Linked DNA regions of Mus musculus: regions 1, 2 and 4 are each linked to region 3. A link is a contact called in public HiChIP or PLAC-seq and promoter capture Hi-C data. All regions are on one chromosome and are shown on one strand. The core of a region is the stretch at or near the end of the contact, and the rest is flanking DNA. Distances in the headings are between cores, read along the strand shown. Region 1 has its middle 20 kb from the start of 1700127F24Rik. Region 2 holds the start of Pld4 (phospholipase D family, member 4). Region 3 holds the start of Tedc1 (tubulin epsilon and delta complex 1). Region 4 holds the start of Zbtb42 (zinc finger and BTB domain containing 42).

Region 1 (7,088 bases), core at 1,236-3,735, 260 kb before region 3:
CAGATCCCCCCCCCCGAGCTCCCAGGGACTAAACCACCAACCAAAGAGTACAGATGGGGGGGCGGACCATGGCTCCAGCTGGATATGCAGCAGAGCATGGCCTTATCTGGCATCAATGGTAGGGGAGCCCCTTGGTCCTGTGGAGGCTCTATGACCCGGGTAGGGGAATGCTAGGACACTGAGGCAGGAGTGGGTGGGCAGGTGGGGGAGCACCCTCATAGAGGTAGGGGAGGGGGATAGGATAGGGGGTTTGTTGAGGGGAAACTTGGAAGGGGGTAACATTTGAAATGTTAATAAATAAAATAACCAATAAAGATTTAAAAAATAAATATAAAAGGCAATGATTCCGTTCATACAAAATATCCAAGGCTGTGGTTGGCAGCAGGGGTGGGGTAAACTTAACAGCAAAGCCGAGTCCAATGCTGGCAAAGCCCTGGTTGCTCTGACCATGTCCTTAGGACACAAACGAGGCTGACCAAGCTATGCTGGACAGTTACTCTTTGCATATGTGTGAGAGTACACTCTGGGGGTCTGGGCCCATTTCTCACCTGAGCATGCAAGCCCAGCCTGACTCTATGGTCTGGACCATGGTTCCAGAAAGAGGGAGGCCAATGGGAAGGAGCATCAAGCCTGGGAGTTCTTTGGCTACAGCAGGTGAGGGAAGCGGGGGAGTGAAGAATGAGATGGAGTCGCCTTTGCATGGCCCGGGTCAGGCTATGCCAGAAGCTTCAGGGGCCAGGGAGAGCAAAGGTGAGGTCCTCAGGCTAACACAGGACTCCTGGAGGACTTATAGCATGGAAAGCCCTGGGGCGGTTCACTATTTCTGGAGAAGGTGAGGGTAAAGGGAGAGGAGGAGGAGGAGGAGGAGAAGAAGAGGGGAGGAGGAGGAGGAGGAAAGGGGGGAGGAGGAAGAGGAGGAGGGGGAGGAGAAAGAGGAGAAGGAGGAAAGGGAGGAGGAGGAAGAAGAGGAGGGGGGAGAGGGGGGAGGAGGAAGAAGAGGAGGAAGAAGAGAAGGAAGAGGAGGAGGAGGAGGGGGAGGGGGAGGAGGAGGGAGAGGCGTCAATCCAGAATAGACATCCTGAAGGCAGGACCAGGCTGATTCCCCAGCCATGGTGAACTTCTAAGTGGTGGGCCAACCTCTTTCCCTCTTTGTACCCCTAGAGGCTGAGGGGAACTGGGGCATCCCAGACTAGGCTGACTGAATTCCAGCTATGCCTAAGTAGAAGGAATCACACAGAATTGCCACCATGTGGCTGTTTAGACTGAAAAAAAAAAAAAAGCACTTTCACATGGTTCATCCTGACAGAACCAAAGACCACCTAGTTGTGAAAGTCAGAGGGACCCATAAGGACGTGCATGGGCGGGCCAGCAGTGTGAAGGGGGTGGGAGTCCGTGGTCCTCATTTCTTGCCATTCCTCCATAGGTGGAAGCTCTTGGTCAGGCAATTCCAGTGCTCTTGTGCCCGCCTACAATGGGCTACATGTAGGCCATGCAGGCCATGCAGGCCATGCAGATGGGGACTCTCTCCTGGCACTTCTTAGCCCTGCTGCTGATGCTCAGGCACCCCACAGGGCTGCTGTGGTGGGGGTGCAGGAGGAGGATGCTATCATCTCAGAACTCTCCTGTGACAGGCTTCAACTGGTTGGCTTCAGAGCCGAGCTCTCCTGTGTATAAATCAGAAAACAGCTTTGGAAGCGATTTGGCAGCAGGGATTCTAAATGTTCTGTGACCTGCAACCCAGCAATTTAGTGTCTAGGAATTTAAACAGCAAATTGGCCAGATGACTCAATCTCCACCAATGGAGCTTGGGCTGTTTCTCAAAAGCAGAGACAAGCAAGAGAAGCCAGCCAGGCTGCAGGATACAAGGTTAGTGGGGGTGAAGGACTCAGTGGGGAGAAAGAAGAACATTGGGGAAAGATCCGATGCCAGTAGCAGCCCGGGGACGAGGGTGACGGACATGCTCTGCCTGTCAGCAGAAAACCACAAAGCATGAGCTGAGCATGACGGAGGGTGAGACTGTATGACCTATGCCATGTAGCCTTGCATGGGAACAAACACATGTAAAGAGAACAGAGAACCAAGCATAGGGGAAGCCCGGGACCACTGCTCTTGTTTCTGCGTGGTGGGATGAGAGTCCCACCCCACCCCCGACGCTCACACAGTCTCTGTACTTTCCTGTCCATTCACAGTTCTCCCCAAATGAGCAAGTGCTACTTTATAATTGGAAATGAGCGAGCTAATTTTAAAATCAGCACGGCATTACTGGGAGAAAGCCACAGAGTAGAGAGAGGACCAAAGCTCTCCGGCAGCTCAGAAGACTGGGCTTGCTAAAGTGTCAGTCAGCTCAGAAGTCCATCTCTGCAGAACACCAGCCCTGCAAGATCCCAGCAAGGGCTGCAGCCACTCAGGAAATCAAGCAGACACTTCTCATAAAGCCAAACAGGAACTTCCTCCTACCAGCAGCAAGGCACTGACCAGGAGGAAGCAGCACCACTGTCCTGGAGCTGGAGAGAGGAACCGTGAACTTCAGGACTCTCCAGAGCAGAGGTTTGAGAATGTGGGATTGGGGAAGCAGGCTGTTGGTGGCTTCTCAGCCAGGACTCTTCTGGAGCCTGTCGGGAGGATACCCCTCTTTCATGAACTTTGTTCATCCGAGATTCACCAGGTTATCACAGCTTGTGATGCTAGGCATGTCATAGACCCCGTGGTGAGAGAGAAGGGAGCCATTTACAAAGTCCAGAGCATTGGGTTGGCCTGAGTACCTGCCCTCAGGAAGCAGCTGCCAATCAGAGAAGTGCCCAGTTCCACCCCCAATCCAGGAACACAGGCTGTAGTGGTGTTCACCAAGGCTAAGCCATTTGCTGGGCATCAGGACATGTCTTCTGCATGAGTGTCACCACCACAGCACTGTCGGCTTGTTAACTGCGGTTCTCTTGCCTGCTCATCATGGCCAACGTGAGCAAGACTGACAAGCCTGTCGAAAGGCAACACAAAGTCCGCAGAGGCAGAGGCAGCCTCAGAGTCATGGAGGACAGAAGTGCAGGAGAATCAGACAGGAGCTCCTGCCGAGGGATCCAGCTGGGACACAGAGGCTAAGGTCACGTCCAATGGAGGAAGTGGTGAATGAGCCCAGCAGGCAATAAGAGTGTAGAAGCAGAGTCCCAGGAAAGGGTCTAAAGGAACACAAAGACCCAAGCCACCCTGATGGAAATGAAGAACACCCATGACTGGCTGTGTGACTGCACACAGCTGAGAAAAGGCTCTCCCAGCTCAGGGCCATGGCAATAGAAACTGAAAACAAGAACCATGTTTGATGGTGCCAGTCATCCTAGCGCTTGAGACACTGAGGCAGGGGATCCAGAATTCTGGCAACCCTGGGCTATACAGCAGGATTGGGGGGGGGTGCTGGAAGAGGGGAGGGGAGGGGTGGGGAGAGGGGAGGGAGGGGTGGGGAGAGGGGTGGGGAGGGGAGGGGAGGGGAGGGGAGGGGAGGGGAGGGGAGGGGAGGGGAGAGGAGGGAAGGGGAGGGAAGGGGAGGGAAGGGGAGGGAAGGGGAGGGAAGGGAAGGGAAGGGAAGGGAAGGGAAGGGAAGGGAAGGGAAGGGAAGGGAAGGGAAGGGAAGGGAAGGGAAGGGAAGGGAAGGGAAGGGAAGGGAAGGGAAGGGAAGGGAAGGGAAGGGAAGGGAAGGGAAGGGAAGGGAAGGGAAGGGAAGGGAAGGGAAGGGAAGGGAAGGGAAGGGAAGGGAAGGGAAGGGAAGGGAAGGGAAGGGAAGGGAAGGGAAGGGAAGGGAAGGGAAGAAGTTCCATCCCAGGGACCTACGTAGTAGAGAAAGAAAATGATTTCCACAAGTTGTCCCTCTGACTTCCTCACATGCACCAAGGTTTTCAAGGTGTTCACATGTGTACATGTACACACAGATACACACGAATGCATACACATACAGAGAGGGAGAGAGAGAGAGAGAGAGAGAGAGAGAGAGAGAGAGAAAGGGAGGGAGGGAGAGAGAGGAAGAGAACCCAGTAAAACACTTCATCCAGGAACTTTATTTTTTGTACATAATATATATATAATATATATATATATATGTATGTATGTATATATGTATATGAATGACAAATACACTGTAGCTATCGTCAGACACACCAGAAGAGAGCATCGGATCGCATTACAGATGGTTGTGAGCCACCATGTGGTTACTGGGAATTGAACTCAGGACCTCCCTGCAAGAGCAGCCAGTGCTCTTAACTGCTGAGCCATCTCTCCAGCCCCAACCGGGGTGTTCTTAAATAGTAATGGATGAGTAGGTGTGTTACATCCAGAGGATAGACCACGACTCCTTCGCGGGAAGAAATGAGCCCATCATTTCCGGAAAACATGGAGGAACTGAAATCTATGCGACTACGTAGGAAGCCAGCCTGCAGAGACGCCGTGCGACCCCAGCACTAGGATATTGTTGTAAAGGCAGAAAACAGTCACAGGATCAGTGACTTCTGGGGCTCAGCAAAGGCGGGGAAATAGGGGATGCGGAGGGGGGGGGGAATAGATACAGCACTATATATAAGTGCGGTGGGCCAACCACAGCCAAGGAGCCTCTGGGAGTAGAAGGTGCCAGAGGTTGAGGGCTCAGGGGGTCCGTGGGACCTCTACTTTCAGCCTAATTTTACTGTAAACCTAAAAGTATCCTAAAAATAAAATTTGCTAATTTAAAGAAAAACGTAAAAATACACTTAGCCTATAGCCCAGTGTTTACACTCTTGGCCATTTGTTCCTGAGCACTGAGAAAATGCCCTCTCACAGATATGTGTACAGTAACACAGGCAGGTGCTTTATTGCTAATTGTCTGGAAGAGGAAATAACACGTGTCCTTCAATAGCGGAACAAACCTCAGTGAGTCCACATAATGGCGTAATACCCAGAAGTAGGAAAGGGACACGCTGTCCACGTGCACTATAATTTGTGTGGTTATTAATGACTCGAGGAAGAGAGCCAGCCTCAAAGGTTATTTATTGTACAATGCAACACATCTCTAAAATGACCAGATTACAGAAGCAGTCAGTCAGCTTTCTGTCACTGTGACTTATAGAAGGAATCTGGCTCAGGACTCCAGAGGTTCCAACCCAGTCAGGGTTCCGTTACTTTTAAGCTGTGACAAGGCAAGGACGAGCGGCAGAGGAAAACCACTTCTTTCATGTCAGCCAGGAAGCCGAGGGGGGGGGCGGGAAGGGACAAGACGTCCTCTAAGATGCACACCCCTGTGACTCACGTCCTCCAGCCCAGCCCCAGCTTATGATGGCTCCTCCTGTCTGACCTCTCCAGTTCATTAGCTCACGGATGAAGTTGCTGCCCTGTGAGCCAATCAGCTCACAGCTATACCCCCACCTCCCACTAGAGATGAAGCCTTCCCCACAGGGGCTTTGGAGGATATTTTGCCCAACCCATAGCAGATGAATGAGTTAGCGGCTGTCAGGGGCCTGATGAAGGGGGCGGGGGAGAGTGTGACCCATGACTGTAAGGGACAACAGTAGCAGTCTCCTGTCAGCGGCTGTGATTACAGACAGAGTTAGCTGTCTTACTGACTCTACATTCATGATAAAAATGTCATAGAAACCTGTTAGTTTGAGAACTGGGGATCGTGACAGGTAGTTTGTAATAGTGTTTATTTCTGAGGAGCAAAGCCAAGGGTGACACACAAAGTCGCACAGGGGCTGGAACAGCTTTGTAGGAACAATCGTTTGCCTGTGCCATAAACGAAGCTTCCTCGCCCTTTCTCGTTGGATAATTCCCACGAGGAAAGAACTCATTTGACTCCGAGCAGCTTCAGCTTTGGCCGCCACACTGTCTTCTAGTTTCTAAATAAAATCTTTTTATGTATACCCAAATAAAAAGAGTGTCATCAAAATACACAAACGCAGGCTAGGAGACAAGTTGTGAGGCCCCGAGGAGACCCGAGAGCCAGGCGGGACACCTCCACAGAGGATGGCAGGTGCATGCATTGCTACAACTTCTTATGAGACAGAATTATGTGAAAACTGGAAGACATGAAGCTGGAGCGATGGCTCAGTGGTTAAGAGCATTGCCTGCTCTTGCAGTGGATTGAGGTTCAATTCCCAGCCCCTACATGGTGGTTCACAACCATGCATAACTGCAGTGATCCAGGCCATCCGAGGCTCCTTTGTGACCTCAGCCCATGTGTGGTGTGCAGACATTCGTGTAGGCAAGACACTCGCACATTTAATATAAAATAAAAGAAGGAAATCTGTTAGAAAAAATTGTAAAGCAACTTGCTTTTTGGGCATAGGAATTGGGGATTTGACCTGACAACTCCTGTGAAGATGTAAGGTTCCTAGAAGGGCCAAAACAACTGTAAAAACAAAACAAAACACCCAAAAAACCCAATTGCAATGTACCAACTTACGGTAAAGCTGTGGTCATCAAAACCACGTGGTCTGTCACAAGGATGCAGACTGATGCTTGAAGTCAAGTTGAAGGAAAATGGATTTTCAGCAAATCACACAGTGATAGCCATAGCCAAGCAGCTGTTTGTCACAGACAAAACTAACTCACATGGCTGGGCAGCTTATGGGTTAACCAAAAAGTGCCAAGAAAAAAAAATCTAATTAAGAAAAAAACGGAGAAGCTAGGAGTGGTGACACACGCCTTTAATTGAAACCTAAGGAGGCAGGCAGATCTCTGAGTTTGAGGCTAGCCTGGTCTGCAGAGTGAGTTCCAGGACAGCAAGAGCTACACAGAGAAACCCTGTCTCAAAACAACAAATAAAATAAAATAAAATAAAATAAAATAAAATAAAATAAAATAAAATAAAATAAAATAAAATAAGGGGGTGGGCAATGATGTGGCTCAGTGAGTAAAGGTGACAACCTGTGTTCAAGCCCTGGGACATACACGGTAGAAGGAGACAACTGACCACTGAACTTATCCTTTGACACCTATAAACACTGTGGCACCTGTGTGTGTGCGTGTGTAAGCATACTTAAATAAATAATAAGTGTAGTTTTTAAATTATAATTCAGGCCGGAGAGGGGGCTCCGTGGTTAGAAGCAGCAGCTGCTCTTCCAGGGGACTTGGGT
Region 2 (7,193 bases), core at 2,917-5,416, 400 kb before region 3:
AAAATAAAAATAAAAAAGAAAGAACCAATTAATAAGTGCCACCATTCCAGAAAAGGCAAGACAAAGCAAAAATGTTCAAAGAAATAATGACAAAACAGTTTCCAAGTATAATGAAAACTATAAACCCAGAGTCTAATTACAAAAAAACAAAAAAAAAAAAAACAAAAAAAAACCAAACAAACAAAAAAAAAAACAAGAAAAAGACAAATGAAAACACCAAGAAACCTGTGAGGTGGCCTTTGTCACTATGACATGACACCTGATGACGATGGAAGGGAGAAAGGTTGGTTTGGGCTCTTGTTTTCTTGAGAGTTTCCTGTCAAGGTCAAGCACACAAAAGACCTTGGGTTTGATCTTACACACTGCTAAACAGAGAGGGTGAGGCTCAGTCCAGGTTGCCTGGGTTCACTGCTTTGGGCCGGAGACCAATCAGAGCACCAGAGCTGTAGAAGCTTGTGGTGGAGACAGCTGCTCACCTCCCAGCAGCCAGGAAGCAGGCAGAGGGAGCAAGCGGCATGAGTCTGAGGAAAGATTCACATGCCAAGACTACACCCCTGTGACCTACTTCTGCCAACTAGGCCCCATCTCCAGAAGTTTCCAGCACCTCTCAATAAATACCATTAGATTGTGACCTTATCAAAGGATTAACCGTACACAACATAACAGATTTGGTGGTTCAAACCTCCCACCCAAGAAACATGAGACTAAAGCATGAGGTTCATGATTTCAGGGTGACATACTACAACCCAGTCTCAAAACCAAAAGACAGCTAGCTGGGTGTGATGGCACACACCTTTAATCCTAGCTTTGCAGAGGCAGCAGGAAGATCTCTATAATTTCAAGCCTGATCCTATATAGTGAGTTTCAGGTCAGCTAGAGCTACAAAGTGAAACTGGTCCTTGAAGAAGAAAATGAAGAGGAGGAGGCAGGGCAGAGGGGGAGGAAGAGGAGAAGGAGGAAAAGAAAGAGAAGGAGGAGGAGGTAGAAGAGAAATAGGAGGAAACATTTTTGCACTGTGATATTAGGAAAGATGCCTTGAAGGTAATACAGGAATTGGCAAGACCTAGGCTCAAGAGTATGAAGGTGTAAATTCCCCCAGAAGCCTTTGCTCTGAGAAGAGTGCTAGGATGGCTCCCTTACAGGCTGTTGGGATGGTTGTTTCTCGCTTTGTTGCTATGTTCAGCCATCACAGGCTGTTACAGCCATGGTACAAGTTGGGCCAGCTACTGTCAAAGCTGGCATCACCCATATGACTTGGGTTTTGTAGGCACTAAGAGTTGTTGGGTCATGGAGGCTTCCACCCAAATTTCAAAGGAACATGCTTGTCATTGGCTTGGGTGGCTCCTCATTTATTAGCCCTCCTGACAAATACTGAGGCATTTCCTGCCACAAGACACATTTTGGAATAGAAAAGAAATTGAAGACAAAGATACTCAGCTTTATAAGAAATCTCCAAAATCCATCGTCCCCGTCCCAGCCCACCAAGGACCTAGGGTGTAGCCATTTAGGAAGAGCTGATCACCACAGGGTGACACCATACTTCCAGTCTTAGTGTTGTCAGGAGACTTGTGCTGGGTGTTCCACCGGCCCTTGTCCCATGGGCCCCATGGATCCCTGAGATATACTCATGACAAATCCTTCCCAGGGTGATGATGCACACCGTGTCCAGTCCTGGCCTCAGATGTAGCAGGGGAGGGGAGTTGTGTTAGATGGGCTTGGGTTTCCTTGAAGCTGCAGGGCTTGAATGCCCTCCTATACGTGGAAAGTATTTATTGAGAGCATCAGGCATAGGGGCTGTTAAAGACTATTTTATTAGAATTTATTTTACTTTATTTATTTAGAACTTAATGAAAATAAAGACACAGCATACCAAAACTTATGGGACACAATGAAAGCAGTGGTCAGAGGAAAACTCATAGCTCTAAGTGCCTCCAAAAAAGAAACTGGAGAGAGCTTACACTAGCAGCTTGACAACACACCTGAAAGCTCTAGAACAAAAAGAAGCAAATACACTCAAGAGGAGTAGATGGAAGGAAATAATCAAACTCAGGGATAAAATCAACCAAATAGAAACAAAAAGAACTACACAAAGAATCAAGAATACCAGGAGTTAGTTCTTTGAGAAAATCAACAAGGTAGATAAACCCTTAGCCAGACTAACCAGAGACAGTATCCAAATTAATAAAACCAGAAATGAAAAGGGAGACATAACAATGAAATATATCTTAAAATAATTATTCTGTTTGTTGAATATTAACAGTTGAAAATATTAAAATCATGTTCTACAAGCATCATGGAAATATCACTGATAATTTTTCTCACTGTGCTTGAAATTAGAATTTTCTTAATGTTTAACTTCAAAGAGTTTTTGCTATTTTGAAATTTTAAAAATATACTTACTGATGAAATAATTTCTCTCCTAGAGACACTGATAATCTTTTTAAAGTAAACTTATAGTTAGACAATATACACAGATATATAATATGTTATAAATTCTCTCTCATTATGTCAGGTGGTATCATATAAGGGCTTTGGAATATATTTCTTAATGACTCATTTTTAATATTTTATGCTCTTTTACTATGCTTAATTCCCAAAGAATACTTTGTATGTTTTGGAACAATTTAGCATTCAACATTAGATATAGGATCCTCAGTTATGGATAGTAATAAGTGTTCATTAATGATATTTTTAGGGTATGAAAGGATATGAATATAAAATTGAGCAAATTGTTATGTATTATTTGATGCTCAAAATACTCAATATTATTAATATGTTTGTTGTATAAAATGCATTAAAAAAAAAGCTCACCCTGAGAAAGGCTTGGGGCTACAATGGGATCCTGAATCTATTGGCTTAGACCCATGTCTGCGCTGTCTTCTCTGGTGGATAACCCACAACAACCCCAAAGCCAAGTTAGGGCATTATCCCACAGGAAGTGAAGGATGGTCCCTTTTCTGCTCACTTTCTTGCCCACCAGGCTGGACACGGGTCACTGAGGTCAGGCCCTGCTCCTCAGGAGTACTCCCCACCCTGTGAGGTTGGCACTCTTCCCCTGAGGACACTCTGAGGCCATATCCCTGAACTGAGGCCTACTGCCTGCCAAGGAGGAGGGAAGTCAACCTGGACCCTGTTCAAAGTTGGGGCTGTTCCCAAGACCCTGATCTAAAGGCAACAAGGTTTGGTCTTCAGAAGATCCATCTTGGACTATGAGGGGAGGCAGAATCCCTTCAAGGAGCCACTAGTAAGCCTATGTTTGTGGACAGGCCAGGGAACAGCCTCACCTGAATTCCTCAGCGGGGTGAGTCATGGCTACCTCCAGATCCCAGCTTCCCTTGCAGCTAGGTATGGCCCTGTGGCCAAGCGTAGATTGAGTTGTAGCTAATATAGATAAATGGAAGTTCCCTTTCCAGTCTCCAGAAGTGTTCTGGGGATGCTTCATTCTATGCTAGGGATATGAGGTGATGGCTGAGCTTTGGAAGCCATTCTAGGGCTGTGAAGTTTGAATTCCAGGGTTTGGAGGCTAAGACTTCCTGTGACTGTGTCACTGATAACTTCTCCAGAAACTGGTTGCAGGGTATGGTTGGTGGGTCAGTCAGTTTTTCTTCACTATGACGCAGACCTGAGGTAAACTGTTTGAAGGATGAAGGACTTATTTTGGCTTGCAGCTTTAGAGGTTTTAACCAATGTCAGCTGTTGCCATTCCCATGGAACTAGAGTGTGGCCAGGCATAGTAACAGCAGCAAGGCAGAGGGAAGCAGCTTGCCCTATAACAGACAGGAAGCAGAGAGAGATGAAGAACCCAGGCATAAGACATGGCGAGCCAAGTCCTGCCCCAGAAACCTACATCCTCCAATCAGGCCCCACCTTCCACAGTTTCCACCTCCTCCCATCATGGCTATCATTGCACAATTTGTTAATTAGCTCATGATGCAACTTCAATAAAATTACCAGTCTTCAATATATGAGCCCCTGGAGAAGTTAAGTCAGTTTGAGGCTCTCTTACTTGAGACTTTGGTGTTTGCAGTCAAACTTAATTCCAACATTTGGTTTATGACTGAGGGACCCTCTCTAGGAGCAAGCAGGGTAGATTTTTCTCCAGAGGTGAAAGTTCTCAGCTCCGCCCCCTAGAGACCCGATCTGTCTTGACGTGGGGGTGGGGTGCTCAGAACAAAGAGGAAGTGAATGGAAGGGGGAAGCAGCAGGCCAGAGAGGAGGCAGGTGCCTGCCTGCACAGGCAAAGCCTGCAGACAGTGGCTGGAACCAGGATGGACAAGAAGAAAGAGCACCCAGAGGTAAGTGGTAGCCAGGCTAGAGCCAGACAGAGGGCCTCAAGAGGGGTGTCTGTCTACCTCCCACAGTCCCCTCCTCCCAGCACCCTAGGTCCCACAAGCCACCCAGATTGGCTGGCAGATGTCCACTCCTTGCTTGATCTATGGATCCAGGGTCAATGGGTATCAAAGTCTCCAGCCACTGGGCAGCTTTGTCCTATCCCACGCCTCGGGTCCACAGTTTAGCCCACAGGGCAGGAACCCCAGAACCTTGAGGCTCAGGGGGCTCTAAAGCCCATCCCCCAGCTCACCCCTCTCCTGATATGCCAGTACCAGGGAGTGTTTCCCTCTAGCCAGACAGTCCCACCCCAAGGATTCGAAAGACCCACAGGGACCAAGGATGTGACAGGTCTGCAGATGCTTAGAGCCGCCCTTCATCGTTCTCCTACCCTGACCTCAGAGTAGCTCCCAGTGACCACAAGGAGGTCAGAAGTCTGTGGCCCTTGGAAGTCCCAGATTACGGCTGCTGCATTCTTGCCTTTTTGCCAATCCAACTATTTTAGGGGATGAGAACACTTCTCTCAGAGCAGCTGGGAGAGGTAGGCCAGCAGCTCTTTGAGGGATAGCCCTGCCTGGTAACCCTGGCCCAGAACCTCATGTCTGTGCCCCACTGGACATTATAAGACTGGTCAGAGCCAGAAGCTAGGTTTCTGAAGCTGCCTCGGTCACTTGAGCTGCCTGCTATGGGTAGGGTGGGAGATATATCTAAGAACATGAGCCATGATCTGGATGGAAGTGACCTCCTGACTCCCTTCTTCAAGGAACTCTGGTAAGAGGGTGCTGGGCCTCTGTGGGTGACTCTGGTCCTCTCCCCCGCCCCCATCCTCTCACTGTGGTTTCTAGGCTCCACTTCCCCGTAACTTTGGGCATCGAGGGTAGATAGAGCCCCAGGCCTATCTCCTATAATCCATTCCCTGTGCTAAGGTTAGCCACATGCCTACAGGCTGCTGTCCAAGACAACCCTTAAGGGACAGTGGAATTAGTCTCACCACTCTTGGAGTGATAGCCTGACCCACAGAACTGAAGAAGCCCCCAGATTCCACAACCAACCAACTACAATCATACAGTGCCTTAGGTTCCAAACAGCATTCAGGCTGGGAGGGTGGGAAGTCAGTGCCTTGCTCGTGTCTGTGCCAGGGGTTGGGTGACCCATCTGGGGTGCACAGGGCCTCCTGAATGACTGGCCTGACTCTGTAGTGACTCCACTGAAGGAACATGGTGAGTTCTCCACCCTAACTAGCTGTAGCCTCCTTTGCCGTCCCCAGCCTTGACAGCAGTGCAGGGCCAGGCTTGGCTCTTGGTGGCCCTTTTGCCATGCCCCACTTTACAGCCAGCTGCCTACCATGGGGCCACACTTGGGGGCCAGCTGGGGAAGGGAAGCAGCTGCTCATAGCTAATAAGGAAGGGTGGATGAGGCAGCCCAAGCAGAAACTGCACTTTCAGGCCTGGTTTCACTTGTGGTTGGAATAAGGAACTGAGATTCACATACTCAAGACACCAAATCAGGGGACACTGAGGGAGCCATAGGGTACAAGCAGGACACAGCCCTGGGAAAGGTGTAGGCTCAGCCGGCATGGGTTCCATGCGGGAGGCCATGCCTGAGCTGTGACTGGTGTCTGAAGGCTGGAGAGTGCCTCTGTAGGGACTGCTTAAGGAGGTGACACCATGGAGCTGGGGTTGCTGGTGACACAGACTGTTCTGTACAGATGCGGATACCACTCCAGACAGCAGTGGAGGTCTCTGATTGGCCCTGCTCCACATCTCATGATCCACATAGCGGACTTGGCATGGTAGGTCAGGAGATCCTAAAGGAAGTCTGGCCAGGGACTCAGTCTTCTGAAAACAAGTTTAAGCCCAATTCCTAATCAGAACCACATCCAAACTTTCCTTCTCTCTCTCTCTCTCTCTCTCTCTCTCTCTCTCTCTCTCTCTCTCTCTCTCTCTCTCTCTCTCTCTCTCTCTTTCTTTCTTTCTTTCCTCCTTTCTTTCTTTGTTTCTTTCTTTCTCTTTCTTCTTTCTTTCTTTCTTTCTCTTTCTTCTTTCTTTCTTTCTTTCTTTCTTTCTTTCCTTTTTTAAAGATTTATTTTTTAATTTTATGTATATGAGTACACTGTCACTGTCTTCAGACACACCAGAAGAGGGCATCTGAATCCCATTACAGATGGTTGTGAGCGACCATGTGGTTGCTGGGAATTGAACTCAGGATCTCTGGAAGAGCAGTTGGTGCTCTTAACTGCTGAACCAGCTCTCCAGGCCCCCAAACTTTCTTAATTTCCCAAAGATTAGGTCTGGGGGTTTGATTAGAGGGTACAAAACTAGCCCTGCAGTGGGGGTGGGGGGTGCACACCAGAACAAGGTGACCTAGCCTGTTGCATATCTTGTCTAGGTCTCCTCGCTGCAGAGTGGACCATAGAGAAAGCTATGGACCACCTACACCACCCAGGCCTTGCTCTGTGCGTCCCTCATCCCCTCTTGCTCACCCCCAATCCCTCCCCAAGAGCCTGGACAGTATCTGTTATAGGACAGGGAGGGCTGTCCTGGCTGCTAGGAAGACTATTGAAATGTCACCTCATGCAGGTACTGGGGATGCTAGCTGTACTGGGACTCAGCTCTGTGACTCTCATCTTGTTCCTGTGGCAAGGGGCCACTTCTTTCACCAGTCATCGGATGTTCCCTGAGGAAGTGCCCTCCTGGTCCTGGGAGACCCTGAAAGGAGACGCTGAGCAGCAGAATAACTCCTGTCAGTGAGTGTACACCAGGGGTTCTCACAGGGTTGTAGGCTATGTGTCTGGGCTGGGTGCCGCCTCACTGGGTCCCTGAACGGGTGATTTAGCTCACAGTAAGGCTGTGATTGTCCCAGGG
Region 3 (7,435 bases), core at 1,788-4,287:
CCGTTAGGGGGCAGAGGGAGGAGCTATAGGAGTTGGGGTGAAGGTAAACCCTACTGTTCTTTTCCTTGTAGCATGAAGGCAAGCCCTACTGCAATCATCCCTGCTACTCCGCCATGTTTGGGCCCAAAGGTATGTTGCCGGACTTCTTCCCTAACGGGCCTCCCAGTGCCGGCCTCCTTTCCCAACATGTCAGTATCCTTATTTTTTATCTTATCCTCTTTTTATCTTTGGCAGGCTTTGGGCGAGGTGGAGCTGAGAGCCACACTTTCAAGTAGACCGAGGTATAGCCCCATCTCCAATCCCACCCAGTCCACCAGTTTACAGGACAGAGTCATCCCTAATAGAGTAAATAACAAAACTTTGCGCTCACATTTGTCTCTCTTTCTTACAGGTTGTGGAAACTCTCCCTGCCCGCCCAGGCACATGCCAGGCCTTACCCCCGGACAGCAGGGCTCTCGGGAACCCTCAGTGCCTTTAATAAACCTGATCTTTGGAAGTCCTGTGTTTTTGTCTGCTGATGTGTGATAGAGGGGTGTACAGTGAGAGCCTCAACCCCAGGCCTGATGCAGGGCACTGCTTTTCCTGCTGCTGCAGGCAGTGGTGCCCACTACCCTTTGAGGGGTGCAGTTTCAGGCCTACATCCAACTTCAGGATCCGTAAAGTTCCTGTCGCCTGGTTCTGTAGTGGTTCTGGCCTGGGGTGAGGTCCTGGCTGTCGGGGTCAGCAGGAACATGGCGTAGGTGGGGCTGGCCGCAGTTCAGAGGGTGAATCAGTGGGAGCTGCTTTGGTTCCCTTTTTGAGCTGTTTCGGGAGGGAGTTGTGTGGATTCCTGATCTATTCCATTTTCACTTCCTGCAACCCCACCCTGTCCCCAGAAGTGCACCCTTGTGGGTGAGCTCTGTAGCTGCTCAGCGTGGTCCCAGACACCTTTTCCCTGAACAGGAGTGCCCTGGGTGACCCAGTGCTCTAATGGGATTTGAGGGTGACAGTGGAAAGGGCTTTCTGGAAACCCTTGTAGAGCCAGGCAGCTCTCAGCTTTGCCTTCCCTATGCTACTGGCCATTCAAAACCCTTTGGACTTAACAAGGTCACAAAGGTCTCAGCAGTGTCCTGGTCTAGCCTGGGTTCATCTTTGGCACCTACACTGCAGGAACAAGCTGGATAGTCCAGTAAGTGGTCTGCAGTGTAGTGTAGTATAGTGTAGTGTGTATTGTTGGGTGATTCTGGAATTTCAATAGGTGGAGGCCATAGTGTTTGAGGTGACCACAGTATGGAGTAGAAGAAGCCCACCTTCGGTATTAGTTTCCTACTAGGAGGGGTGAGGGTATCTTTGGTGTCCAACCAGACCTGCAGAGGACCTGGAAGAGATGTATGGGTGAAGGGCAGAAACTCACTTTCCCCTGTTGTCTTCCACCCTTAAGGCCCCTGTCTTCCTCATACTTCCAGCCCCTCGAGCCCAGATCCACGTCTCTCAACTGGAGTAGACTTGGGCCTCCAGCAACCTGAGAGGCCTGTAGGAATGAGCAGGTCAGGTGAGGGAAGTGTATAGTATTGCAAAGAAGCCTAAGCGGCAGAGAGTTCCATAAGGGTGTATCAGGAGTTCCTTGGCACAGTAGACAAGAACTCAAGTCTTTGTGCTTTTCAGGGCGCTTCGTGTTTAAGGTGTGCAGTATAGCATGGCTCTGAAGCGAGGGCAGGAAGAGCAGGTAGAAACTAGCTGGGCGAGGCCATTTGCTGTGTGGCAAGGGGCCAGGAAGGAGGAGACCCTGAGGCAGAATAGCTGAAGGTATCCAGATGAGCAGAGGAAGGTCTGCAGCAAAACACAGGGAGGGTCAAGGTAAAGGTGAGCCCGCAGTCTCCGCACTTCCGGAGGGCGTGGCCATCCTGTAGACCGCCGTTAAACTGGCAGGTGCCAAGGGACAGCTCTGCCCCTCCCTCTCACCTCACTTTCCTTTTCCGCACCGCACCCTCTCCCTCTCCACCTGCCTCTTCTTTCCTAGCTTTGAGATGCAGAGTACACGCAGTACTGTCTGTCCGCTGCTCCAACTATTTTTGGTGGCGACATCGAGGGCACAAAGCTTAGTTTGTGTCCGCTCGAGCGTTCAGGTCTCGCCCCAGCAATTCTTCCTGCCACTCGTCGCCTACAGGCTTGTCTCTGGATCACCGTTGGCAGCGTCCGGCCTTTGTCCGGCCCTCCTCCACACGCACTGGCGCACATAATGTGATCTTTCGCATCCGGCTTCCCACAGAGGCTGCTCTGGCTTCACCTAGGTTGTAGCCACGTAGTAGGCTCATGCCGGTTGCGGAGGATAGTTGCCGACTGCATGTCTTTCCCCGTGCATCAGGTTGCACTCTGGGTTCATTCTGCCATTGTCATGTAGCTACTGTGAATCCTTGCGGGATTCTCAAAGCTTACCAAGATTGCTCCTGAAGGGCTGAGTGCAAAACTAAGTTCAACCTTAAAAGAGAGGGCCGCACCCTTTTATGAAGTGGAGAATTTTCCTTAAAAACTGCTCTTCTAGTGGCTGGAGGAAGAATGAATATGGGGACAAGGAAGTCTGGGGCTGGCTGTACATGAGAGGGAGGATGGCTTTCCGAAGAGACTTCTGGCGACGTGGCCCCCGGAACTCCCCACCCACTTCGCAGGGCTCAGCTGCTTCTCGCGGAGGCCTGGCGACCCCTGGCGGCGGGTTCCTTCCAGGGCGGCTTCGCAGAGACACTCCCTTCGTGGCTGGGTGGAGCCACATTGCTCCTTCCTCCGCTCCTCCAGGGAACACCTCGGGCGCATGCGCGCCCTCCAGCCTCGCGCTTCCCTAGCCCGGGGTTGCTAAGGCGGTTGATAAGTCGAGGTGCTGATTGGTGAGTTCCAACGGAGTTGGCACCTCCAATCCCCGCCCCCGACCCCGGAAGTGCCTGCCTACGGGATAGACTGGTAGGCACTCAAACGCCAGAGTCATCGTTCATTGGGCCTGAGGGGAGAAGGCGGGCCTCATCCGGAACTGTGATTGGTCGGGGTCCCGAGCGGGCAATCCGAGGCTGTCTAGTGCTGGCTGTATGCGGCGGCGGCGGAGCCGGGTGGAAGGGGCTGCCCGGGCCCTGCCTGAGGCTGTCGCCGCGCTGAGTCGGTGCCTGCCTGCTGGGCCCAGCCCAGAAATCTTCCGCCGCGCCAAGTTCGATCGACCTGAGGCGGTGAGGCTATTCGAGTAGGCGGTCGGGGTCGGGGCAGGCGTTGCCTGGGCTGATGTAGGTGACACCTGATACCCGCTGACTACAAACTCCTCGTTTGCTTCAGGCTCCAGTGCTCTGGCAGCTTCTCTTGCGCGTGCTCTCACCGCTTGCTGCAAACAATACCTGGACCGACCTTGCCCCAGGTAAGCCCCGCCCTCTCAGAAAGCCGCTCCCCAAGGCTATTGTAGTTTTGTCTTAACCCACCAAGTCCCGCCCCATCAAAGCTCCTCTGTTGTTTCCTCCCTTCCTGCAGGCACCTGCTCCTCTCGCTGTTGCGCCCACTTCCATTAGTATAAGTTCCCACTAGCCTTTACCACGCTTACCTGGGTAGTAGTGGCTTTATCACTCCAGTGAAACGCTGAGACTGGCCAACCACTCACAGAAATCCTGCCCGTTGGTTATCACTTTGCCTCCTCATAGACTCTCAGATCTCGCCTCCTTAGTCCACGCTTAGCAGGTTCTAAGCTTAGGGGGTGCTCTCAGGTCCCCAGAGGGATCCAGGTGAAATCTCCAGGTTAGCACCCCCTGATCTGATCATTTCCCACTCCAGAGGCCCAAGCCTGTGTGGTGAAATCAGCACTGGGCTCCCAAGGCTACCCCAGGTCTGTGCTGCTACAATTTCCAGACGGCAGTTCTCAGGGAAGCCGGGAACTGCTGTTGGCCCTGTCTTGGCTCCTCGCCCGAGGACCCTTGCTTGAGCAGCTGCTTGCCCAGACCCGTGTGCAGCTGGGTGACCAGTTGCCCCAGTGGGAGGTGAGTATGTAATTGAGGGTGTCAGAGCCCTGCTTTGCCCAGAACCCGTGGATTTCTCCGGGCTTCCAGCTCATGTGGTATTTGCCCTTGGTGTGGTTCTCATCCAGCTTTGAAGCTGAGGATGTACGTCAGTAGTACAGCTTCCCTGTCCTGGTCCTTCCTCGAGATATGGGATGTATAGCAGGGCTGACTCTTGTTCCCTCTCTACTGTGAGGCCCCAACCAGTCCTGGTCCTCCTGCACCCTTTGTGGAACCAAAGAGCCCCGTGGATCTCCGACTAGTGGAATGGCTGATGGGAAGGCTGCGGTTTAGGTGGCGATGCCTGATCTCTAGTCAGCAGGAGCAGTGTATCCTCCTCAGCAAGGTAATACAGGCACATGGCTCTTCACCCTGTGCCCAGGCTGCCTTTCCCTGGGGTCCATCTCTGTCACCACTATTGGACCACTGGACTGCTGGGCTTATCCCAACTCTGACCTTTACAAGCAGGGACGGACCGTGCTTTACCTGTGTCCTGGTGAGCAAGGTGTGGAAGCCCTCGGTGAAGTTGTCTGGTGCCCTTCTGCAGCCTCTGCCCCCAGTATTACTGGGGTATCCTGAGCCCAGCTCTGTCCTTTCTGGTTATAAGTGGTCTCTAAAGGTGCCCATATTCGGCTGAAAGATCTTGCTGGGAGCTACTCCCCAGCCTGGCTATTTTACCTATTACAGATCCACCTGTACACGCAGGGATGCCACAGCCAACAGAGCCTTGGCCATCTTTCTGTTGCCGAAACAGAGATGCTTAGAGATCCAGAGAGCGGTCAGCAGGTGAGGATTGGCAGGGTGCTGCAGTGGGCGCTGCCTCATGGCAGGGTGTTTGGTCTGTTGGGGAAATACCCGGCTGGTGTTAGGCTTTGACAGCCAATCACTGTCGTTTGTTACTGTGGGTGGCTAGTGTCACAGTTGGGGTTCCGGAAGGGGACCACTGGAATGGGAAAACACTGCTGTCAGGTCTGAGATGAACCTCTAGTTCTACCTGACGTATCTGGAGGTAGGAAAGCCTGAGTGTGAGCAGGCCGGCTGTCCTTCAGAGCCTGGGGCTAGACTCACAGGAATCAGCGTGGGGAGGTTAACAGGAAGGCCAGGGTACTGGCCTGGATGTTTGTAGGCCTTAATCCTCCTTCGTTGCCCAGGAGCCATTTACTTCTTTCCAAGCATGGCTTTTCTAGGCAGTGGGCTCCTGAGCTTCCTGATAGACTTGAATCTTAAGAGAGCCGGGCTGGAGAGATGGCTCAGCTGTTAAAGAGTGCTGGCTGCTCTTTCAGAGGTCCTGAGTTCAATTCCCAGCAACCACATGGTGGCTCACAACCATATGCAATGGATCCAATGCCCTCTTCTGGTATGTCAGAAGACAGCTACAGTGTACTCAGATAAATAAGAATAAACAAATCTGCCAGGAGTGGTGGCGCATGCCTTTAATCCCAGCACTCAGGAGGTAGAGGCAGGCGGATTTCTGAGTTCGAGGCCAGCCTGGTCTACGGAGTGAGTTCCAGGACAGCCAGGCTATACAGAGAAACCCTGTCTCGAAAAACAAAACAAAACAAAACAAAACAAAAAACAAACAAACAAAAAAGAATAAACAAATCTTTATAAAGAGGGAGAGTGAGAGAGCGAGCAGAGCCCTGCAGAACAGTAGGCTATGAGACCCCGGGGATGACGAGGCCCAAGGAAGGTGTCAGTATTGGCCCCATCCCAGCTTCTCCCCAGGATATTTGGTCCCCACCCCACCCCACCCCTGCTCCCCTTGTGCTGTCCTTCCATCCTTCCTTGCCTTTCTAGGGTCCTACCCATCTATATCACTGGTGTCTTCCTTTTGCTCAGCTTATCTCCGAGGTTTATAGGACAGGTTCAGGACTGGGCATCACTTCGGGGCTGGATTTAAACCAGCCCGAGTGGTTGGCTGCCTCTGCCGGCCTTAGGCTTGTATTCTTACGCACCTGAACTGGGGCTCAGATGCTGCCTTCTTCCAGGCACAACTCCCTTGTTTGCCTCTTCCCTCTCCAGTCCAGACTCTACCCTCTCAAAGGCCCGTCCGTCCTATGGCTGGGTGGGTGAAAGCAGAGGCTCATGGGGTGAGGGGCGGATGGCTAGATTCCTGGTTCCCACTCTTCCTGTCATCTTCTGGGGCTCTTGCTACAAGGCTGGTTGGCAGATTCCGGATCTGGGCTTCCTTCTGTGCTCTGGTGATTTGTATGCTCTGAAGCAAAGGTGCTTCCTGGGTCAGGTACCTGGCCGTTGGTGTCAGCTGGATCTGTATCCCTAGATAAATCCCAGGCTGGGTCCAGCCTTGTAGGGCCAGCGCTTGACCTTGAAGTGCTGAGATAGACTTAAGGGTCCTTATGCACACCCCTGCCTCTGACCCCCTTTTGAATGTGACTCGACTGCTGGACTTTGGGTTATAGCAGAGGCCTCCCATGCTTGGTCAAGCACTGCCTGGGACTTTCCCACAGAACCACTCCAGGGGCAGGGTGCGGGGAGGCCGCTGGTTACGGCACCACTTGTCTCAGAAGCTGTCCTGTGCTGAGACGGAGGACTGTGGACAGCTAAGTGGACCAAGGCCTCAGGTCAGCTTCTTTTCCTGTATTTGGAGAGGAGCTGGCTAAAACCTGCATCTGGCCCACCCGCAGACAGGTCCCAGAAGTTTCTGGAATGGTGTGTGCCTGGTGTGTGAGCAGCCAGGCCTGTTGTTGCATTGGTAGTCAGTTTCCTGGATCACAGTGGAGCCCACAGCCTTCTGTTTGCACCTCTGTGTCCTTGCTCCTACTGGGAGGAGGTTCAGGGAGATTGCCTCAGGAGACTGCAGAATTGAGGGTGGAGCCATGGCAAAGCGAAGGGGTTTATTTGCTCGTCTATCACACCCATACCCCACGGTCTGGGGGCACTGTGCCCCTGGGGACTATTCTTGGGGTCTGTATTATCTGCCCTTCTGATGGTGTGTCTAGGTGCCTTGTATCTGTGGGTAGGGTCTTTGCTCTTTGGTACTGGGTGGTACACCTGTGGACCACACTCTGTGCTCCACTCACCCTGATCTGGCTGGCTGCTTACATCTCTCACCACTCTCCCATCTCTGCGCATGGCTAAGTGGTGGCTCTGATCTCCTGTCTCTTGTGTTTGCCCCAATGGACTGGCCTTGGCTAGCATTCAGGGTCTCTCTCCAGTTTCTCAGGCCATGGGAAACTTCTCTGCAGAGCCTGGTTTGGGGGTCTGAGGTGCAGAGGGCTTGGCACGTATTGTCATCTGCAAGGGTCCTCTCCCTGGGTCCCTCGTGCAGGTGTTAAATGTGGGAGCACTTACATTTTGTGTAGGTTGTGCCTGTGACTAGGCCTGGCACCTATGGGCATCCCTGGCATCCACCCTCAGTTTACAGATTGCTGAGCATTCTGTCTTCCAGAAGGGTCAGCTGTGTTGGATCATCGACA
Region 4 (7,204 bases), core at 1,743-4,242, 480 kb before region 3:
AACCACGTGGTGGCTCACAACCACCCGTAATGAGATCTGACGCCCCCTTCTGGTGCGTCTGAAGACAGCTACAGTACTTATGTATAATAATAAATAAATCTTCAAAAAAAAAAAAACCAAAAACCAAAAACAAACAAACCAACCTGTGGTTCCTGACCCTCTTCCCCCCTCACAGAGGTCTTCCCCCCTCTCTCACAGAGGTCTTCCTCCCTCTCATCCCTGGCAGCTTGGTAGGATGCAGGCACTATCCTGAGCTAAGAGGTCTGGGCATCAGCTACATAGTGAGATATGCTCTTGAGACAGCTCCCAAGTTAGATGGCACCCGAAATCTAGAGAGGTTCTGCCTGTAGCAGCCGGACTGTGGCTCTGTGATAGCCTCTGTCATCTATATGCCAGTAGAGAGGCATCTCGGAGTGGCAGGTGTCAGGGTTCTCAGCACAGATGGTGGACCAGTCTGAGGAATGTCCAGTGACCCTGCAGGTGTGGCTGGTCCTGCAGGCAGCAGTTTCACTGTCTTTGTACCTCACAGGTTCTCTGCCCTAAGACCTATGTAGGGTAAGTGAGAGGCGAGGCTGTGAGGCATTGCCCAACATGGAGGAAGAGGGAAAAGGGGGGCTGGTTGGTGTCAGCGTTCAACATCCAGCCATCATTTTCTCAAGAACCGTTCTGTGGCAGGCTTAGGCACACAAGCGTGGCCTGCTAAAGGAACAGGGACGCACCTTGATGGACAACCTTGGACTCTGCACAGGTCCATGCAGGATGGGTTGCAGGTCAAGAGGGATCAGGGAGGAACTCACTAAAGACGTGACCTTCAAGCAAAGGCAGGAATAAAGAGGAGAGACCGTGTCAGGGACTTTGGAAAGAACATCCCAGGACCACAGGCACATCGCCTTACGGTATGCCCTGAAGTTAATTTTCACAGGTCCCTAGAATATGCTCTGATTCCCGTGTTGCTAGTCCCCAGTAGCAGAGGTATTTATTATTAAGGGGGTAGGGCAGTGGTTCTCAACCTGTGGGTCACGACCCATTGGGGATAAAATGACCCTTTCATAGAGGTCGCCTAAGATCATCAGAAAAGCAGATGGTTCACAGGACGATTCGTAAAAGTGGCAAGATTAAATTTATGAAGTAGCGACAAAAAATAATTTTATAGTTAGGAGTCACCACAACATGAAGAACTGTATTATTAAAAGGTTGAAGCATTAGGAAGGTTGAGAACCACGGATATTGGGGCTCAGAATCATGCTAATTCTGGGAGGGGCTGAGGCAGAGGCAGGCTCCAGAGAGGGACGGTAGGATCTGGGCTTACTCTGAACATAGGATGTGGGCCATTCCTACAGAGGTAGAGTGGTGGTAAATACTTGGACAGTCAGAGGGAACTGGCCCTCCCCCGGCCGGGCTCCTATGTTGGGGGCAGCCAAGCTCCGCCCCTCAGCCATGCAGTGCCTGGATAACTGCCAGGTGACTCTAGGCTTCTTACTGCAGGTGCCAGATGAAGAAAATATAGTCAAATGTGCATTTCAGACACATACATTTCTTTTCCAGGGCAGGAAGTTGAGACTGGGCCTTGCCATGTAGCTCAGGCTGGTCTAGAACTTGAAATATCCCTGCTTCAACCTCCGTTTAGTACAACACTGGTTTTCTTCCCTGTAGAATCTAGGTCCTCCAGGAACCCTGGGAGCCCCCTTGGGCTTCCAATACAACTTTGAACAGGCCCCCTGGAGCTGTCCCCAACAGCCAGAAAGCCCCACTTCACAACTGGGTACTCTGTTCTGAGTGTCTAATGAGCCGGGCAGGGGGTTGGGGGGAGAGACAGGACTCAGCGGCTGTCTCTACCCAGAATGCCTTTGGATATTCTACCCAAACCCCTTTCCCTGTAATTCCTGTGCAAGACCTCCTTCATACTTACCCTCCAGCTCTCTATGTGGTGCCCACCCAACATTATTGGTCCCTGGACTTCTAACAAATGCAAGGTGAAAATTCGGAACGGGCCTAGCCCCATAGGAACTCTGGCTCTGTGATTTGGTACTGCGTGGCCCCTCCCTCACGCTAGAACTGTAAATGAGAGTGTCTAACTGACAAGCTTAATGAAGCTCAACGTGAGCGATGTCTCAAGCAACTTCAAGCCCCCTCAGCTAAGAATACCCCTCCGCCTGCACACTTGGGAGCCATTGGTGTAGCCCATGCCAAGGGGCCTCGACTCCTCTAAACCCCGGGCTCTATTGTCACGTCCTCTCCCCAGAAGAAGCAGGAGTCTCCTCAAACCCTGCTGACCCTGATTCCCCTGGAACACTGTGCCCAGGGTGCCGGCCCTGGCCTCTCTCCATATCACTCCTCCTACATCCTGTGTGTGACCTGTCTGCCTAACTCCGGAGGTCTCCTGCCACTTCTCTGTGATTGTGTCTTAAACCCATCCCACCACATCTGCCCTACCCAGTGCCCTCTGTCACAGATCTTAGTGCGCTTGACTGTCAGCCCAGGGTCTGCAGAGGGCGGTAATTCTCTCTCTGAGACCCCAGCTCCACGGCCTGTCCCAGATGTGTTAACGTGAATTCAAGAGAAATCTTCATAGGGCGAAGTGAATTTCTTTTTGACATTTGTGGTCTCTCATTGGCGCCCTGACCCATCTGAAGGACCGTCTTCCAACGGGTCCGAGGCCATTGTCCCGTAGTCCACGGAGAAGCAACTGCCCCTTTGTCCACCAGGGCAGTCGGGACCCCATGGAGGACACAGAGGCCCAGGAGACAAGTATCGCGAGAGGGTCCCGCACCCCCTCCCGTCACAGAGTGCGGCGGGCTAGCTTCTAGCGGGACTGACCGGGTGGGGCGGACAGAGAAGGGGTAGCGAGGTGACCTCAGCGGTTCGGCCGCTCCGGGAAGTCGCCCGGTCCGCCCCCTCCAGCTCCAGCCGGGAGTTTCGCTCTTCGGGGCGGGGCAAGCAGCAGGCGTTGCCCCGCCGGCCAAGTTAGTGCGCGCCCCGCCCGGCGCCGTCCGGGTCCCCGCGCCCTCCCGGCCGGGGCGCGCCGCCCCCAGTTCGGTGCGGTCCGAGCTGCACGGGAAAGCTTGCAGAACGAGCGGAGAGCCGCGCGTGCGGCGAAGGTGAGCACAGGGGCGGGTACTCGGCTCCGCCTGCCTAGCCGGCCGTTCCCCACGGCCGCGCTGCCATAAATGGGGCCGACGGCAGCGGTGGCAGCTGGCGGCGGTGCGGGCGGGCGGCGACTCTGGCGTCGGGGGGCGCGGCAGGCGGGGGGGGGGGGGCGAGGCAGCCTGAAGTCCTGACTTCTTTCTGTCCGCGCGGCTCGGCCCCTCCGCTGCGCCCCGAGCCCCGCCCCGGCGGCAGAGCGGCTTCTGTTTACTTTCGATCGAGTTTTTCCTGCTCCGGGCAGGTGCCGGGGCAGCTCAGGGCTGGCGGTTGCGCGCGTCACTCCCGCGCCTCTCTGTGGGCTGCCTGCACCCGGGAAGGGCGCGTCGGGGCGAGCGGGGGCCACGGCATCCCCGGCGTGTTGACAGGCGTCCCGTTTGTGCCCAGGTGATGACTGCGGCGGCATGGAGTTCCCGGAGCACGGCGTACGGCTGCTGGGCCGCCTGAGGCAGCAGCGCGAGCTGGGGTTCCTGTGCGACTGCACTGTTCTGGTGGGCGACGCGCGCTTCCCTGCGCACCGCGCTGTACTGGCCGCGTGCAGTGTCTACTTCCATCTCTTCTACAGGGATCAGCCCGCGAGCAGCCGCGACACGGTGCGGCTCAACGGCGACATCGTCACGGTACCCGCCTTCAGCCGCCTGCTGGACTTCATGTACGAGGGCCGCTTGGACCTGCACAACCTACCTGTCGAGGACGTCCTGGCTGCCGCCAGTTACCTGCACATGTATGACATCGTCAAGGTCTGCAAGGGCAGACTCAGAAAGAAGGACCCAGATCTGGAGACCCGTACGCTGGGGACAGAGCTTCCTGGGCAGCCACCACACCCCCTGCCTTCCTGGTCCCCTGCCTTCTGCCAAGCCGCACCAAAGGCCAAACACCCATCTCTAGGGGTCAAGGCTACCCATCCCCTGCCAACATTTGGACCTCCGTCTTGGCAGGTTGCAGAGCAGTCAAGTGGGGCCCTGGACCTGTCACTGAAGCCTAGCCCAAGACCGGAGCAGGTACACCCACCCTGTCGCCTCCAGACATCCCTCTGCAGCTCCGTACAGCAAGTGGCGCAGCCTCTGGTGAAGGCTGAGCAAGATTCGTTCTCAGAACAAGATAGCAGCAGCCCGCAGAGCGCGGACCGATCCCCACCACCAGTCTGTGCTTCTGCAGCCCAGGGCCTGGCAGTGGACTTGGAGCCACTGCACATCGAAGGGACGGGCAGCCAGCAGCTTGGGCTGCCTGCAGAGCCAGTGCTCGACAGTGAAGAGCTGGGTCCCAGCAGGCACCTTTGCATTTGCCCGCTATGCTGCAAGCTGTTCCCTAGCACCCACGCACTGCAGCTGCATCTCAGCGCCCACTTCCGGGAGCGGGACAGTGTCCGTGCCAGGCTCTCCCCCGAGGGGTCCGTGCCCACGTGCCCACTCTGCAGCAAGACCTTCTCCTGCACATACACCCTGAAGAGGCATGAACGGACACACTCTGGGGAGAAGCCCTATACCTGCGTGCAGTGTGGCAAGAGCTTCCAGTACTCACACAACTTAAGCCGGCATGCTGTGGTCCACACGCGGGAGAAGCCCCATGCCTGCCGCTGGTGTGAGCGCAGATTCACACAGTCCGGTGACCTGTACCGCCATGTCCGCAAGTTCCACTATGGCCTAGTCAAGCCCTTGCTTGTGTGAAGTGTTTTTCTGTATCCCCCCCAAGGTGGAGGGAGAAAAGGGGCAGGGTCTCCTGGGTGGGACTCTGGGGCAGAGGAAAAAAGCACAGGCCGGTGGTAGCACTACCCCAAGGCTAGAAGGTTGCACCAGCCAACCTGAATGAATGTTGCTGCTTCTTGGATGGGTTGCCGCCTTCTCTCCTTCTCCCCACCTCACACCTGAGGTTGTACCCTGCCCAGTTAGGGACACTTTCTTCCTCACTGTCCTCTCTAGCAAGGTTCTAGAGTGCCTGGCCTGCCCGCACACTGGGCAGTGAGAGGTAACTCAGTTTTCCTGCCCTGGAGCTTCCCTGTCCTGCTGGGAGACTTGAGAGTGTCCTTGTTTGCCTAATGCCACGATGGAATGACTCAACTTGTCAAGAAAGTCATTAATGCAAGTGTCTTAACAGGGTGCACTGAGTGAGCAGGCCATTCCTGGTGAGTGACAGCAGGAGCCCCTGTTGAGAAGGCCTCAGGCACAACAAGTACCAGCAGGGGCCATAGAGATGCAGCTGGCCTTTCAGGAGGCATAGCTCCAGCAGGGACCCCGAGCATCATGAGGAGGGCAGCTGAAGCTGGGTGTCCCTGGAGTGGGACTTTGGACAACGAAGGAGAATTTGGAAATGGATTGTCTTTAATAGCTGGAGCCTCCCAAGGCCACTATGTGTCCCCTACTGGTTGAAGATCCTGCAAGTGTCCCCTACTGGCTTCATGGGGCTGGTGATGGCAGATTTTGCCATGAACCAAGCTTTGCATGTTGAAGCTGATGCTGTGTTCCAGCAGGCCTGACCCTGGGAGTCGCTCTGCTGCTTTCTGAGGGTCTCCCTGGAGCCGTGGTCATTCCCAGGCACCGCACACCCAAGGCCAGAGCTTGGCCAGCTTTAACAGGAGTAATGCTCGCCGCACCACCTCCTGCCGAGGGGCATGAGTAGGAGCAGCTGTCACAGGGAGAAAGGAGGCAGATTGTCCCTTCATCTACAGCCCTGGAAGGAAGGCTGGTGCCCTTGAAATGTGAAGAACTTTGCCCTCTGCCTCTGCTGTGGATATGGGCCACCTTACTTTGACGACCTGCACACCAAGCAAGCCTTGGTCATTTCAGGAAGGGTGTGGGGCAGGATGGGGGTGGCCTCAGCAAGTGGTAGCGCTGCCTGAAACAACCTGCCCTCTCCCCAACAGGGCTGTCTCTGCTGATTGCAAGTGGCCCAGAGGACAGTTGGGCAAGTCTAAGTCATGTGTCTTCTGCTAACACTTGATGTATTTATTTGTTTGCTTGGTCTGGAGTGAAGTGACAGTTGGTCTCCCCAAGGTGGCCAGATCCACTGTTCATCTCCTAACCGTCTCTGTGCTCGCCTACTATGTCCATGGCTGCCCTGGGAAGCTGATTCTGATCAGTGATGCTCCAAGACTGGAGGCCCAGGACAGGCTGCAGTGCTGGAGAAGAGACAGTGCTGTCCTGGCTTCTGACTCCACCTCTGGAGAGGCTGGTAGGACCCTGTGACTGAGTGATCGCTCGCTCACTCCCTCCCTCCCTCCCTCACCCAACCCCGTTGTGTGTGTGTGTGTGTGTGTGTGTGTGTAGTACTACATGTATGCAGGCAGAACACCCCTGTGTTGGTTTTTCCTCTAGTGCTTGCTTTCCCAGGGCAGGTTGCCTACCCTGAGTCAACACTGGACTCTTGTTGTCTTTGGTGCACAGTTACTGTGAAATTAACAAAGAATGGTGACTGGTTATATGTTTATAACTGGCATGGTTCAGTTGCGTGTATGTATATGTCTGATACGCTGCCTGTGTGGAGAGCACAGGACAGCTGTAGAAGGGGTCCAGGTGCTTTCTGCTGTGTGGAGCTCCCAGGGCCAACCCAGCTACTGTTCCTGCCTGTGGTCTCACTGCTGCTCCGCCCCTGGAGGGACCACTGAGAAATGACTCCACAGGACAGTTCTGCCCAGGTTTGGCTGGGATCTTTGCACAGCCCTGCTTGCGGTCAGCTGCACCATTCCTAGAAATGAGCGCCGTCTTCCTATTCCACATACTCTGTTGGTCACGATGGCAGTGTAATAAAGCCAACCGCAGGTGACGATGGCTGTGATGATTCTCGGGGTTGGGAAAAGTGGGGTTTGCTAGGCTGGGAGTGGGGGTGGTGGGTGACCTGGGGACTCAGTCCAAGAGGTGCTCATGCCCAGTGGGGTGAGTGGACTGGGCCTAGTGCCGGGCAGCCTCTTCCCCCTGGTGCGGGAGATTGGGAGAGGAAACCCAGAGAGGCAGGATGATGCGAGGAAGGGCAGGGTCTTGGATCTAAGATTGATTCTGTGGTTGTGGTTCTCCGCCTCCTCCAAACCGTCCAGGCAAACCCCAGACTGTGTGTCCTTTGCTCTCTCATC

The links. Promoter capture Hi-C pulls out the DNA fragments that hold promoters and counts their contacts. HiChIP or PLAC-seq counts read pairs in DNA pulled down with a chosen protein or histone mark.
Region 1: a contact with region 3 is called in a promoter capture Hi-C map of liver, with 2.1 times the contacts expected there. The contact joins the enhancer-like site here to the promoter of Tedc1 in region 3. A contact is called at or near these places in 11 of 39 promoter capture datasets (3T3-L1-derived adipocytes, the C10 cell line, the HPC-7 cell line and 7 more), 1 of 15 datasets of contacts at CTCF or cohesin (the NIH/3T3 cell line), 1 of 484 Hi-C or Micro-C datasets (B cells), 3 of 115 datasets of contacts at active chromatin or transcription factors (embryonic basal ganglia, epiblast stem cells and thymic regulatory T cells) and 2 of 9 other capture datasets (adipose tissue and liver).
Region 2: a contact with region 3 is called in an H3K27ac HiChIP or PLAC-seq map of embryonic stem cells, with 2.9 times the contacts expected there. The contact joins the promoter of Pld4 here to the promoter of Tedc1 in region 3. A contact is called at or near these places in 10 of 39 promoter capture datasets (the 3T3-L1 cell line, 3T3-L1-derived adipocytes, the HPC-7 cell line and 6 more), 1 of 15 datasets of contacts at CTCF or cohesin (embryonic stem cells), 3 of 484 Hi-C or Micro-C datasets (cortical neurons, palatal mesenchyme and uterus), 6 of 115 datasets of contacts at active chromatin or transcription factors (the NIH/3T3 cell line, T-cell acute lymphoblastic leukemia, bone marrow-derived dendritic cells and 2 more) and 1 of 9 other capture datasets (adipose tissue).
Region 4: a FOXA1 HiChIP or PLAC-seq map of pancreatic cancer cells shows a contact between it and region 3. The contact joins the promoter of Zbtb42 here to the promoter of Tedc1 in region 3. A contact is called at or near these places in 5 of 39 promoter capture datasets (cranial neural crest, embryonic stem cells, hematopoietic stem and progenitor cells and 2 more), 6 of 484 Hi-C or Micro-C datasets (the C2C12 cell line, the G1E-ER4 cell line, LSK cells and 2 more), 8 of 115 datasets of contacts at active chromatin or transcription factors (the SCID.adh cell line, bone marrow-derived dendritic cells, bone marrow-derived macrophages and 5 more) and 2 of 9 other capture datasets (adipose tissue and liver).

What each region holds. Positions count from the first base shown.
Region 1 is chr12:112,892,701-112,899,788 of GRCm38.p6, forward strand. No RefSeq gene overlaps it. Among named protein-coding and RNA genes, the nearest start is that of 1700127F24Rik, 20 kb to the left of the region's middle. Within about 2 kb of position 2,486, at least 44 of the 459 cell types and tissues checked have an H3K27ac peak or open chromatin away from gene starts, as enhancers often do. A contact at or near this core is called in the HPC-7 cell line, adipose tissue and liver, where this site is marked.
Region 2 is chr12:112,756,489-112,763,681 of GRCm38.p6, forward strand. It overlaps Pld4 (phospholipase D family, member 4), which reads left to right and starts at 4,167. Exons shown (of 11, transcript NM_178911.4): 1 at 4,167-4,295; 2 at 6,038-6,121; 3 at 6,909-7,075. The coding sequence starts at 4,269.
Region 3 is chr12:113,153,384-113,160,818 of GRCm38.p6, forward strand. It overlaps Tedc1 (tubulin epsilon and delta complex 1), which reads left to right and starts at 3,038. Exons shown (of 8, transcript NM_134041.3): 1 at 3,038-3,188; 2 at 3,292-3,370; 3 at 3,778-3,980; 4 at 4,195-4,344; 5 at 4,686-4,784. The coding sequence starts at 3,054. It overlaps Crip1 (cysteine-rich protein 1 (intestinal)), which reads left to right. Exons shown (of 5, transcript NM_007763.3): 3 at 72-129; 4 at 235-281; 5 at 392-496. The coding sequence ends at 275.
Region 4 is chr12:112,675,848-112,683,051 of GRCm38.p6, forward strand. It overlaps Zbtb42 (zinc finger and BTB domain containing 42), which reads left to right and starts at 2,993. Exons shown (of 2, transcript NM_001100460.1): 1 at 2,993-3,098; 2 at 3,529-6,900. The coding sequence starts at 3,546. The coding sequence ends at 4,808. It overlaps Gm30150 (a long non-coding RNA gene), which reads left to right. Exons shown (of 3, transcript XR_381988.3): 3 at 1-123.